2 separate regions of the Callithrix jacchus genome follow, and region 2 is linked to region 1. The links are chromatin contacts, called in public Hi-C maps. All regions are on one chromosome and are shown on one strand. Each heading gives the region's core, a stretch centred on a gene start, on an enhancer-like site or on the middle of the called end of the contact. The rest is flanking DNA. Distances are from core to core; before and after follow the strand shown.

What was found. Hi-C and Micro-C count contacts between places; a contact is called where the count stands out from the background.
Region 2: a Hi-C map of skeletal muscle shows a contact between it and region 1, with 5 times the contacts expected there. The contact joins two enhancer-like sites. A contact is called at or near these places in 2 of 3 Hi-C or Micro-C datasets (both in skeletal muscle).

The regions. Positions count from the first base shown.
Region 1 is chr14:98,477,030-98,484,135 of calJac240_pri, reverse strand. The region is part of intron 1 of CYRIA (CYFIP related Rac1 interactor A); the gene reads right to left. Among named protein-coding and RNA genes, the nearest start is that of CYRIA, 41 kb to the right of the region's middle. Within about 2 kb of position 2,690, at least 5 of the 16 cell types and tissues checked have an H3K27ac peak or open chromatin away from gene starts, as enhancers often do. A contact at or near this core is called in skeletal muscle, where this site is marked.
Region 2 is chr14:99,469,042-99,476,147 of calJac240_pri, reverse strand. No RefSeq gene overlaps it. Among named protein-coding and RNA genes, the nearest start is that of DDX1, 44 kb to the left of the region's middle. Within about 2 kb of position 2,742, at least 3 of the 16 cell types and tissues checked have an H3K27ac peak or open chromatin away from gene starts, as enhancers often do. A contact at or near this core is called in skeletal muscle, where this site is marked.

The DNA of each region.
Region 1 (7,106 bases), core at 1,441-3,940:
TCTTTTCATTTTTTGTTTAACAGATTTTGAAAAAGGGAGGTGGCACTTTTTCAGATTGCTGTTTTTGTAGTCTCACCCCTGGGAGTTAAATTCATAAAACAGCCTACCTCAGGCATGTGGTTGGGATGGTTCTCCCTATTTCTCATTAGAAAAATATTGTTATAAAATACCATGACCCATGAACACAGTGACACAGTGGGGAGTGAGTGCTGCTTTTCAGTGAGAAGCAAGTGTGGACCCAGCTGCCCCCACCCCCACCTCTCTCTCCATATTTCAGAGAAACACAGCAACAGATATGGACTCCTTTTCCATAAGTATCATTTATTGTGGGGGTATTTTCCCCCCCTGGCTACTGTGCATTTAAATGTCCACTCCTTTGTGCAAAAAACCAAATCATAGAAAATAGAGGGGAGCACTCACTTATTAAGCAAATATCTGTCAAGCATATCATAAGAATTGTATAGATATACTTTCTTATTAATTTGTCCTCAAAAAATCCCTGTAAGATACCATTAATTCCATTTTTCCAGGGAGGTAGGAAACCAGTCTTTTAAGAGCTAGAATGATCTGCAGAGTCAAAGAGATGCAAGGCAGAAACAGAAACAAGCTTGGGACTCCTAAATCTACCTTTTGTTGTCTAAACTGAACTATAGTTCGTTACTAGGACGAAACACTAGAGTTGTCTGTTTTTTTCCAGTGTTTCCATTCAAATGCATGAGGCAGTTCTTTGGAAACTGAAATTGTTGCAAGGGCATGAAAGATTATTCTTATTAGATTCTCTTTCTGCTGGGGGTGGAGGATAGGAGTGGGGCTTGGGGGGTGTCTAAAGTCCAAGGCTTCCAGCCAGGCTCCCAGCTGGGGCTCCCAGGCCCTCAGAGGCTGGGCTGGCTCTGACTCTCAGCAGCAGGGGCAGCAGCAAGAGGGCACCTCAGGAAGTCACGATTATCAACGCTCCCTGGCTCAGGGCTTTGTTCCCGTTCTCAGACAACAAGGGACATGCCAGGAGAGACAGGGTGGGGGTGGAGAAAGAGGAAGAAAAAACAGGAAGTGAAGTGGGGGAGGAGGGAAGGAAATGATAGAGAAAACACAGCAACTTTGAAATGTCCTTGGCCTGATGAGAAAGTGAATTCTGAGTGGACATTAGTGGAGCTGGGACCTGCATTTTGGCAAACTGGATTGTGATGGTAATGGGGCAGGGCAAAGAAGTTTACTTCCTGCAGACTCAGGGCTGCAGTCCACAAATCCCATCTCCCACCACCGAGCACAGCCTGGCACAGGGCTGTTTTCCACACACTCGGGTGTAGACACTGAAGGTGGTGAATTTCCAGAGATGGATTCTGGGGTAAGGCCCTGTTCCTCACCTCCTGACCGGCTGAGAGGCCAGGTGCATCAGAAAAGGATCTGGAAACAGGAGAAAAGCTCTCAAAGTGATCAGATATCCAGGAGAGGTATCCCATCCTCACTGCTTTTTGTTCTCTCAAATGTCCTCAAAATTCAACCCATTTTCAGTGTGCATGACTGGGACAGATTCACTCAGCTGGGTTCAGCACGGATGCTGCTATCTTCCTCCACAAAACCAAGAGGGTCAGTCAGGCAGAACACGGGGTTTCCTCCTGATGATGATTCTACCACACCTCCTGCCTGTTTTCTATCCATTGTCTTCACTCTACTTATTTACTGAGGCTTACAGAAATTCCTCAACTCCAAATGCACATCGTTAAGAATGACAGTCACCTGGTATGAACAACCACACACAGAGATGACCCTAATACTAACCGAATACCACTTCTACTAATGCTAATGCTATTCGTAGACCCCTGATGGGCACCAGTGGGCACAGAATGCAGAACCCCCTCCTGGGGAAGCCGTTAGATACTGGCGCCCCTACTCCAGCGGGTCTCCTGTACCCGCTAAGCAGTACAGGATTGGGTCTGTATTTTCTGTCAGCTTCTTAGCAATGGCCAGGAAATTTGTTAACACTCTTCTGAGAGGGTTTTAGTGTCACCGACCTGGCTCCGATCCACAGACAAGCATTCAGTTAACATGGACCCCAACTCTGCTCTCACTCTCACCCCACCTTCTCCCACCTAACAGATGCAACACAACAGCTCTCCAAGGGCAGAGGCTTACTCCGGGTCCCACAGCTAATGGCCTTCCAGGGATCTGCCCCACTTCCCCTAAAGTAAACATAGAACAACAAAAAGTCAGTATACGTTTGAGAGGAGTCCAAGCCTTCTGAAGCAATTGCTGATGGTTTACTGTGTGAGTCACCCCGGGGCCAAATGTCTCTTAGGGAGAACAGAGAGCAAGGGGAGGGAAAGAAACTGAAAACTCTCATCTCACGTCTCCACAGGCAGCAAAGCCTCACAGATCATCAGCAACACGAGTACGCATTTGCTCCCATCCAAGCGGCCACGGGTGGCCCACGCTGTTTCCACAGTACTCTGCCCTGTGCCTGGCCTGGTGAGACTCACACCACCAACACTATCAGGAGCTTGCCCTTCTGTAGCACCCGGCAGCCAGTAAAATGCTTTTCCGTATCTTTACATCTTCGCTCATTTTGAGAGAGGTACAAAGCTGAGGGGTAATCACCCCAGTTTATAAATGGAGAAATCAGAGACAGGAAGGGCTTCATCCAGAGTCTCAAAACAGAACTACGGCCAAAAATAGGCACCTCTTGTCTTCCAGTCCAGGGACCTTTCCCTGTGTCCTGTCCCTCCCAGTCCTATTCAGGGGAGGGCTGAGGAACAGCTTCAAACGGCTGCTGCCTTCCCCTTCTGAATGGGTTTGGAAATTGAAAAACAAGGCAGGGCAATGGAAGGGAAGGCAATATCCACTATGAGAGGCCAAAAGGGCCACAAAGACCACGTCCCCACCCTCTGGGGCAGGCAGTCAAGGGACCCAAAGCCCAGGGTGGGGCATGCTTGTTTCCACGGTTCACCAGCAGCAGAGCTTAGACTAAGTTCCTCAATGCCAGCAGCACAGACGAGCATTGAGAAACCAGAAGGGACAGGTGTTTAGATAATAAAAACAGCTAATACTGATCAAGTGCCTACTGTGTGTTGTGCTTTGTTTAGCACCTTACACCTAGTGACTCCCTGAAACCTCATGGCAACCGAACTAGGTAGCATTATTATTGTCCACTTTTACAGATGAGGTAACTGAGGCACCGAGTGATTAAGTCAGTTGTCCATGGGATTTAGCTTTAGAGTGGGAGCGTCAAGGTGTGAACTTAGGCAGGCTGGCTCAAATTCTGCAAAGCCAAATAGTGGAAAGATAGAGAATAAAGCAAATATGCTAGGAACAGATGACACCTTCCTTGAAAAGTAGAGAAGGAACATAGAGACTCTCCAGTCAGGAAATACTGAGAGATGCTATGCAGGCAGGATTAGAAATTTGGTCCCCAGTCCCTTCTGGGTAGCAGCCAACCAATGTCAGCCAACACCAGTGAATGACATTCTGGTCTCGGTGTTTATACAGCACCACTGTGGGAGGAGGGAGTAGCTGGGCCAGGGAGGGGATGAAGGGAGGGCCTGAGATGGGAGAGCCACCAGGATGGGTGGAGAGGATGATGCTCTGGGAATCCAATTCCCATGTCCCAGAGGGATGGAGCAGCTGGGCAGGCGGGCAGGCAGTTCCTTTCTGCATCCCCAGCACAGCAGGGCACACACCCCCGGGATACCAGGCTTCAGGGATGCCACCGGGTTACAGCCTCATGAAGCCTGGAAAGCCGGGAAGGATGAGATCATTTCTTACCATTTCCCCATTGAAAAGACTAAAGCCAAAGGCAGTCGCTGTCCTGGAATAAAAACAACAACAACACAGGCACCATTTGCTGGCAGGTTACGATCTGTCAGGAAATACGCTAGATGCTGTACATATATTGTGTAAAAATGATACCAACTCGGCCGGGCGCGGTGGCTCAAGCCTGTAATCCCAGCACTTTGGGAGGCCGAGTTGGGTGGATCACGAGGTCATGAGATCGAGACCATCCTGGTCAAAATGGTGAAACCCCGTCTCTACTAAAGATACAAAAAATTAGCTGGGCATGGTGGCATGTGCCTGTAATCCCAGCTACTCGGGAGGCTGAGGCAGGATAATTGCCTGAACCCAGGAGGTGGAGGTTGCGGTGAGCCGAGATCGCGCCGTTGCACTCCAGCCTGGGTAACAAGAGTGAAACTCAGTCTCAAAAAAAAAAAAAAAATGGTACCAACTCTGAGAGGTCCATATGATTCCTCTTAATTTACAGTTGAGAAAAGCTAAGTAATTTTGTAAAGGTCAAAGCTAGCAGGCTATGAGAAAGGATCTGAACCACCATTTATCAAACTTCAAGGCACCTGATCTTGCCTCAGAGCTGTGTGTGCCATGAAATGGTTAAGTGATTTACCCATGATGGTGCAGAGGCACTAACCCACAGCCAGCTTCCGAGCTGGCAGAGCTCATGGGCACTGGCGTTTACATCCACATACTCTCTACGCTACACATTCACACTAAGTGCTGCTAACCACTTTTATATACACAGACATACAACTGGGGTCACTTAGTGGTTTTTCATCCAAACCCGGATTCCTCTGAGAGTGAAAGGGGGCCCTTTTAATAATAACGCTGGGACAACAGGCAGACGCCAGGGCTGTCCTAGGCATGTAAGAACATGTGGTCACCTGAATACAATCCACACTCCCACTGGCTGGTTACTTTCACATCCAGTTGTATTGGTAGAGAACCCTCCTGGACAATGCCTTGCTTCCCAATCCACACAAATACTCCTTTGTAATAACTCATTCTCCCTGTGTTTACGTGCCTGTCTTCTGAATTCGTGGAGCTTCTTGGCCTTAGAGATAAACAGGCTGATGCCACTCAGTTATAAAGCAGTCATGCTATGGTTTGAGAAGGAAGGATGTCACTAGCTGAAACAGTGTATTTTAAAAGACGGGTGGGTTCCTTGTCCTGTGGAGCCCAGAACCTGAATGCCCAGCTGTTCTGATAAGCAGCTAGTCCCTCAAGAGCAAGGACTCTGTGGCTCTGTCATCAAGGACAGCCTGAGACAAGCAGACGGGAAGCCAGCATGGGAGCGTGGCTGTCACCACTGCTGGACCTGCTGGAGAAACCGCAGTCTACTGGGAGGACACAGACCTGGGGTCCCCGGGGTACAGGTGCATCTCTGAGACAAGACCTGGCCTTTTTCCGCTGCCAGCAGGCACTGATCAAGCCTGGGGGTGAGCAGCTCTAGCTTAGTAAGAGATACCCCCTTTCCCCAGCTACTGGGCCTAGCGGGGAAGGAGGTGGCATTTCAAGCTCGTTTTTGTTTTACTCTTTTCTAAGAATCTGCCCTCTTAGGAATCTCTGCCCAAGATGAAGGAAGAATCTGCTGTTCTTTTGAAACCAGGAAATCAGTCTTGACAACCTCTCACATCAATACAGGTAAAGTGAAGTGCTAATGAGAAAGCAGAGAGCATTTGTCCATTCTCTGAAGAGAACATTTCTGGCATATGTTTAATTGTGGAGCATCACGGGGCCTCAAGGCCAGGGATTCTTGGAGGCCCCAGAGAAGACTGCCAGCTCTTAGTGGCCCTAGAAACTCTTGGCAGGGCTCTTGGGGAGGCACTGACTGGCAGGGCTTCTGGGCCCTCGTCCTGCGATAACAGGAACAGAGAGACTTCACCTGTTTTGTGTAGGGGCTTCTACAAGTGATGATTTTTTGGTAAATAGATCCTTTTCCAAATTACATCATGTGTGCAGGTTGTGGGAGTTGGGGAATGCACTTAGCTTCTTGTGGGCCACAATTCAACACACAACAGCTGTGATTATGATTGTTATTACTATCATTCCTAACAGCAATAATAATGTTATTCTGGGGGATACTGAAGACCTAGATAAGGAAAGGATTTGTCTGATGCCACCCAGTACGCAGCCTTCCCATGGTGGGAACCCAAGCATGGAAGCAGCCCAGAGACCAGACAGGGAGTAACTAGGAGTGGCCATGGTTCAGGCAGTCCTAGACAGTCAGAGGTCAACACGCCGGTGATGGTGGTGACGGGGCAGAAGATACCAACCCTCCGTCGAGCACCGACTATGTGCCAGGCATGGGCTAGACATCGCCTGAGTGTTCCACCCAGCCCTCGCCCACTCTTGCTGGAAACAGCAGTGCTATCATCCACATCTTACAGATAAGGAGCTGGACAGTCAGAGTGGCTGGGTGAAAAGCCCTGGGTTAACGACAAGTAGATAACGAAGCATGCATTTGGACCCGCATCTGAGAGACCCCAGCCTGGGCCCTGACCATTGTACTCTACTGCAAAGGAGAGGACCCAGGCCACCCTCAGGGGTGGTGTATCTGAGTCATGGAGTGGGGAGGGCAGTTGCAAGTGGGCAAATGATAGCAGAACCAGAACAAGGGCCCAGATCTCTACCCCGGGGCTCACATTAGTTCCGTCTTCCAAGGTTGTGGTTTACCCTCTGTCAGCGGTCTTCGCAACACCTGAACAACCATTAAGGTGAGTGCACTCATGAGCGGGGCCGGAGAACACCTGTCAAACTGGCTGCAGCATTCAGGAAGCTCCACCAAGCTTTTCGAAAAGTTCACACTGCACTGCCTAAACACAACCGCTGGGGTGAGTTCCTTCTCCTTGAGACTGCATTTCAGAATGTCAGTTACACCAGGTCTCCTTTGAGTGAGGAAGTGGGAGACACATTAGAAACTCAAGGAGGCCAGCTTCCTCTTCTCTGACAACCCAGGGCAAAAGCACAATTGGATGCCAGACAAAGGGGCAATTTTACCTTCCCTCCTCCCATCCAGGGCTCCAACTAGAGGAGCATCACCATTAGGGAGGGGTAAGGGGCACATCTTAAGCAGGTTTGAGATGTCAGAAGCTGACAGTCTGCCTTGTCTCCATCTGGAAGACAGCAACAAGACAAAACCCAACAGTCCAGACTGTGGAGTCTGAGCCTCACCACCCCCAGGTGATGAAAGCCAGGAGGATGCCATGACTTAGTCTTGACCTGGGTGTACCCCTAATTTGGCCTTGGCTTGGCTGTGTGACCCTCAGTCAGTCACAGCTGTCAGATCCTCGGACACAACACCTGTTAAATGCAGATCACATGGAGAT
Region 2 (7,106 bases), core at 1,493-3,992, 990 kb before region 1:
TCTCTTGCAGTAATTGTTATCATTTCCCTATAGATGTTGACAGTTTCTAAAGTACTACCAGGACTTTTTTCTAAGTGGCTTTATTTGGGAGGAAAAAGGAATATGTGTCAGAAGGGAAAAAATGTAGTGGAACAGGAAGGAAAGGGAGGGATACTATTTTGCTCCTCCAAAGTAATTGATAGAGGATTCCTTTGGAGGGAGGAGTGGAGGGGGAATTTTTGCAGTTGTTTTCCATTCTACTGCTTTAAATCATTACCTTTCATTTAAATTCATTGAAATGTCTAATTTTTTCCTGATAAAGTCCACTCTTTCTGATCAAAGGTACTGAGGGGAATTTGAAAGATAAGTCATCAGGTGAGCCTGGATTTGATCCCAACAATAGTTACTGACTTCTAGAGCTAACTCACTTGCAGAGATTATTAGGTATAAGGTGAGAACCAGAAATCTGCATTTTAACAAATTCCTCAAATAATTGCGTTCATGCAGATGGACCTTGAACCACAATTCAGGACACATAGTTACAGAGAAATGACGCTTAGAGCTTTTATTCTCACTGTGATCTTTTACTTGAAGACTTGGATAAGATCCAAAATGACATCTGAAAGACAGATGCTTGCTGAGTTAGAATCATGTCTCCTTCTGGTCCACTGCCTTTGGACCAAGATGTCCACCTAGAGTTCTGTTTCCTTAGCTTTAGTGGTTCTCAACCCCAGCTGCACATTAAGGCCACCTAAGGTACTTTAAAAGGAAATAGCAGTATCTGCGCTTCACCTCCAGAAATTGTTATTTAATTGTTCTGGAGTGGGGCCTGGGTGCCCTTGGTGATGTTAATGTGCTGCCTGGCTTGGGAGCAGCTGACTTAAACTGAGCCTGACTCTAGATGTTTCTTGGTCCTGTTGCAAATCTTGTGTCCTCTGCACCCGCCCAAGCTAATGTGTCTTAAGGTTACGTATAGTTAGACTCGAGCTGGAGCCCTTGCTAAAATATTATGCAGTAGAGATTATTGTAGAGAAACACTTTGATAAAAATTGTAACATATGTCATTTTTCAAGAAACTGATAAGATTATTCACCAGGCTACTCACCTGTAGCCATGTGAGTTTAATTGCCTTCAAAATAGTTGCTTTGGGGATTGAGGCAAGTCTTTTTAAAGATGCTTCAATTTTTCAAACCCCATTTGGTCTTTTCTCTTTTTTTATTTTAGACATTGCCACTTTGTTTTTATTTAAAACATTGCCTTTGCCTTAGATAGGACCAGTTTATACTCTAAAAATCACTGGTTTAACCCAGTATTTTACCTCACGTCTTGTTCTCCAGCTGAGTAACTCATTCTTTTCACCAGAAAAGACTCTGGTTGGTTGCTAGTTCTGTGTTTCCTTAAATTGAATCCCAATCTAAGGATAAATATTTGCTGCTGCCAAAGTAGAACTTTGAAGAGGCAGCCAGAGGATGTGTCTCTGCAGGGCAATAACTGGGTGTGAAGGGCTTCCAGTTTTTTGTGGTGGATTAGAGTCTCAGGGAAGATACTCTGAGATAGAAAATCCTACTCAGAACAGGGGGGTTCGAGTCAAGAGAGAGGCCAGTGGGGACGGGTGCAGTTGAATGTTGGAGCAATGATGTCTGGTAATGAGTTTCGATTCTCCTTTTCTACATTGTGATTCTCTGAATACCTTCAGATGGTAACTACCGAGGTCGGCAAGTAGGTCTGTCAGTATGACTTGGGTGTGAAAGGGAAAGCTCTCTCTGCATTTAAACAAAGTCATGTTGGGAACAGGGTGTGGCAACTGGTTAGGATCCTGTTCTGTGGGAAATTGGTCCCTAATGGTAAGAGGCGACAAGAAGCCTCTCTGGAGTAGTAGTCTAAAGCTCAGAAGAGTGACAATCAGGCTTAGTGGCAATCGGGCTTTGTAAGCACTCTCAAGAATCCTTAGATGTATTTGGGAGAGAATTGGCTAACTTGCAGACACACTGGCTGAAAGCTTGAGGTATTTTGTTTGGCCCTTAAAGGCTACCAATTTGGAGACATTGGCTTACGCCCTTATCATGAAATTCTGTTCACTTAAAATATTGGTGTTAACTCTATTGGTTGTAATAAACTCTATCACATGCTTCTGTCCATAAATTGGTATTCGTTTTCCCACTGTTTGGCTCACAAGCTAGCACCAAGAGAATACTTATGAAATAACAAATGTATGGGCCGCTGCACCAGCCTTCATGGGCTTGTGAGTCATTCTTTCCCGGTTGAGTGCACCAGGTGGCGCCAGCGTCACAGGAATACTCACAAATAACACTGTGCTGGTGTATTTTTACCACTTGGGGTCACTTAAGGATTACCCGACTTCCTTTTTTTTTTTTTTTTTCAGCTGAGCAAATCACAGATTCAAAGGAATTATTTCCCATTACATTTGACAGAGGCTGTGGTGTTTTTTTCTGGATCCCAAAGGCCAAGGAATGAGCGTTAGGGTTTTGTCTTCCTGTGAGTTGCCCCGTGCAGTTTGTCCTCCAGTGCATTCTGTTATAAGCGCCTGCACTGCCACCACCCCAGCTCGCTCCTGCGCCCAGCACTGGGGACTTCTCTGCACAAAGAATTCCACACATGTCAAAATTGCCTTTGTGATTGCTGCTATGCTATTTAACATCTCCATAACTCGGAATGATTTTTCTCAGTCATTTCCTTTGATTCTGCCTGTCTCTGAAAGCCCAGATTTGAATGAAATCAGGTGGAGTATCATGTCAACAAGTCACTGCTGCCTGCTAGTCTTTCTGCCACTTGCACAGTGGATCCTAGGATGTACAGCATTGCCCTTTGAGAGCATGTTGGAGATTTGTGGAATGGTCTTCAAGTGACTTTGCCTGCCTGGTGGGGGGTTTGGGTGGGGGTGAGGGCAGGATGTGTGGGCTTAGACAGCCCAAATAATGAATTTCATCACTTCAAATAGTAGCTCATGGCTCCTTATTTGAAAAACATAAGTGATGACTGGACACCCCAAGCGATAGTCTTCCATAATCTCCGTGCTAGCCAAACAGGGAGATTTGGGATTTGGGATTAAGAGATCCTAACTGGAAAAACAGCCAGACGTGATCTGTCCTTTGCCTTCTGCTTTTTTCCAAAGAATAGCTTCTTGGATGGAAGCAGGAGAAGATTTGAGTCACTGTTCAAGTGCAGGCTCTTTTGGCATAATTTATACCTATGACAGGAGCTCATTGGCCTCTACCATTTAAGACTTGTTATTAATCCACGTCAACCCTCATTCAAGAGCCTGTGATGGGCCTTGATTGCTTTTAGACCCAAACTTATTTGGGCACTTAAGGCCTCTAAAGTCTAGTCCCAGCCTTCCTATTCCTATTCCTATATTCCTCAATTCATATCAAATCTGGGCTCCTTTCTCCCCTTCATACATAATAACGATGGATAACATTTCTGACCCTTCACTTATCAGGTACTATTCTAAGTGTTTACCCATCTTAACTCAATCCTCACACCACCCTAGAAGGCAAGTTTTATTGGTGTTCCCATTTTCATAGATGAGGAAACGGACACACCAAGAAATTAGTGGTTTGCTGAAGATCACGTGACTAGGAAGCAGTGGAGCTGGAATTTGAATCCAGGCACTTCTCCACTACTCCCTGCTCAGTCCTGCTGCTTCAAGACCTTCCCACCTTCTCTTTTCTGTCGAAATGCCATCATCCTTAGGGACCCAAGTCACTGCCACCTCCTTTGTGGGAGCATGAGAAATAATGGTTTTGAATACCGGCCATGAGCCAGCCATTTTACATTCTGTCTCATGTAAGAGCCAATGTTACCATTTTTTGCAGACAAGGAATCCAATGTCCGGAGTAGTTAAGTCTAAGAACCCCAGGTTGAGGTTTTGTTTTTGTTTTCGTTTTTGAGACAAGGGTTTTGCTCTCGTTGCCTAGGCTGGTGTACAATGGCGCAATATCAACTCACTGCACCCTCCGTCTCCTGGGTTCAAGCAATTCTCCTGCCTCAGCCTCCCAAGCAGCTGGGATTTCAGGAGCCTACCACCAAGCCCAGCTAATTTTTTGTATTTTTAGTAAAGACAGGTTTTCACTATGTTAGCCAGGCTGGTCTTGAACTCCTGACCTCAGGCTATCCACCCGCCCTCCTCGGCCTGCCAAAGTGCTAGGATTATAGGTGTGAGCCACCGTGCCTGGCCCCAGGTTGAGATTTTTTAGGCCCCAGAGCCTGTGTGTTTTGCTCTGTTGCTCTCTCTCCAGGAAAACCTCCTAGTACATCACCCTCTGTCTCGCCCTTGTACTTTATAATGCAGCTCTTAATTTTTTTTCTTTCTCTTTCTTTCTTTCTTTCTCTTTCTTTCTTTCCTTCCTTCCTTCCTTCCTTCCTTCCTTCCTTCCTTCCTTCCTTCCTTCCTTCCTTCCTTCCTTCCTTCCTTCCTTCCTTCCTTTCTTTCTTTCTTTCTTTCTTTCTTTCTTTCTTTCTTTCTTTCCTTTCTTTCCTTCCTTCTTTCGGCAGCTCACTCTGTTGCTCAGACTGGAGTGCAGTGGTGCGATCATGGCTCATTGCAGCCTGGACTTCCTGGGCTCAATAACCCTCCCACTTCAGCCTCCCAAGTAGCTAGGATTGCAGGTGCACACCACCACACCCACATTTTTAAATTTTAAAATTATTAAAAAATAATTTTTAAATTTTTTTGTGGAGACGGGGTCTCTCTATGTTGCCTAGGTTTGTCTCAAAATACCTGGGGGGCTCAAGGGATTCTCCTGCCTTGGCCTCTCAAAGTGTTGGGATTACAGGTGTGAGCCACTGTGCCCAGCCTGCAGCTCTTAATTTTTGAAAACTGCTCTATGACCTTTTTCCTCCCTCTATGTTTCCACGTGGGTTAAATTCTGCTTTGGTGAAGGGTTTCTGGGTGGGCTATACTGCTTTTTCTCTCCCTACAGTGTGCACAGTGGGTGTACAACAAATATTATGATTAGATCGTCATACAATGGGGAGGGTCTAATGAAAATTCCTCTGTGGATACTGAGACCCAAAACGGAAAGGCACCTAGTGACTTTTAACCCTGAGCAGGAATTGATATTCCATGGTCTTATCCAGGACAAGATCAAAGACCAGGATGACTTTCAATGGGAAAATACAGGTTTGGGCTTCTTCAAGAAAACCCTGACCAAAGCCTGAGCATATGGGCCCAGCACTCCAGTTTGCTGTGGCTGAGTATTCAGTGTTATGGTGGACCGACACTTGTACAGAAATATGTGAATTCATCACAGTTATTTTTGCAGCATTGGAGTTGGCAAACGTCCAAGTCAAGAACTTTCTGCCTTTGCAGCTCTTGGTTATTTGAGGCTGGATGACTCACTTTGTGTAACATCCTCTTGTTTTCCTGTTTTTCCTCCCCGGGGCCCCCTCCCACCTGAGGAGCTTGGCAGGGGCAGAGAGGGTTATGGAACTCAAGCCACTGTTGGCGGTTTCTTCTCAGTTAACATTTTTTGGGAAAGCCATCTTTTTATTTTTTTGAGACAGTCTCACTCTGTCGCCAGGCACCAGGCTGGAGTGCAGTGGCACGATCTCGGCTCACTGCAACCTCTGCCTCCAGGTTCAAGCAATTCTCCTGCCTCAGCCTCCCGAGTAGCTGGGACTACAGGCACATGCCACCACGTCCATCTAATTTTTGTATTTTTAGTAGAGACGGGGTTTCACCATGTTGGCTAGGATGGTCTTGATCTCTTGACCTCATGATCCGCCCACCTTGGCCTCCCAAAGTGCTGGGATTACAGGCTTGAGCCACTGTGCCTGGCCTCAGGAAAGCCATCTTGACCCCCCTCTTGCTCCCACGAAGTAGGTCACTTTCCTCTTTGGTTCAAAACCTCTTCTTCCTTCTTTTATTAGAGCACTTATCTTCCGATATTTTATTTAGCTGCTTAAACAATAAATAACAAATACATAATAAAATTTCCCTCAGTGTCTCTTGCTGGAGAGAGTAGGGCATTTAGGGCAGCTCTGGTTTCAGTGTCCTCAGTACTTGGGGCAGGTCTGGCTGTGAAACGGTGATTTGATAAACGTTTGTTGAGTTGGAAGGATGTTTGGATAGATGGGCAGGTAAATTATCACAAGAAACTCTTGTGAAGGGATTTTAGGCACCAGCTAGCATAATTAGGATGAGAAGTTACGATTTGTTAGCTAGATAGTTTTGTTTGTTGGACAGGAGATCTGCCTCTCCTGAAAATCAGGCCGCAGAAGTAGACAGGTTCTAAGCCTTGTGTTCTCTTTAGGAAGAGTTTGTGGTTTTTCAGACAGAAGCAAACCTGTTGGCTTAACCCAGGACAACCTGGTTACTTTAGGAGGAAATCTCACCACCACTGCCCTATACACTCTCAATTCCTTCTGAGAGACAGCAGCAACATCCACAGGTGGCGGGCAGTGCCTCGGGGCTTTGCACGCTTCATCTTCTCTGCGAGCCAGGAATACTTATTTTACCTGGAGGAAACAGATTCGAAGAGGTGAGGTAACACTTCAACGATAATAGTTGGAGACTTCAATACACTCCTCTCAATAATGGATAGAACAACCAGAAGGAAGATCAATAAGAAAACAGAAGGCAGGGCACAGTGGCTCAAGCCTGTAATCCCAGCACTCTGGGAGGCTGAGGCGGGTGGATCACAAGAGATTGAGACCATCCTGGTCAACATGGTGAAACCCCGTCTCTACTAAAAATACAAAAAATTAGCTGGGCATGGTGGCGTGTGCCTGTAATCCCAGCTATTCAGGAGGCTGAGACAGGAGAATTGCCTGAACCCAGGAGGCGGAGGTTGCGGTGAGCTGAGATCACTCCATTGCCCTCCAGCCTAGGTAGCAAGAGCGAAACTCCGTCTCAAAAAAAAAAAAGAAAGAAAGAAAGAAAAGAAAACAGAAGATGTGACCCACACTGTGGACTGGTCAGACCTAACAGACATCTACAGAACATACCCCCCAAGAGCAACAGAATACACATCCTTCCCAAGTGTACATGGAACATTCCCCAGGATAGACCCTATGCATAGAAATCAATAACAGAAAGGACTTTGAGAAATTTACAAATATGTGAAATCTAACAGCACACTGCTAAACAACCAATGAGTTAAAGA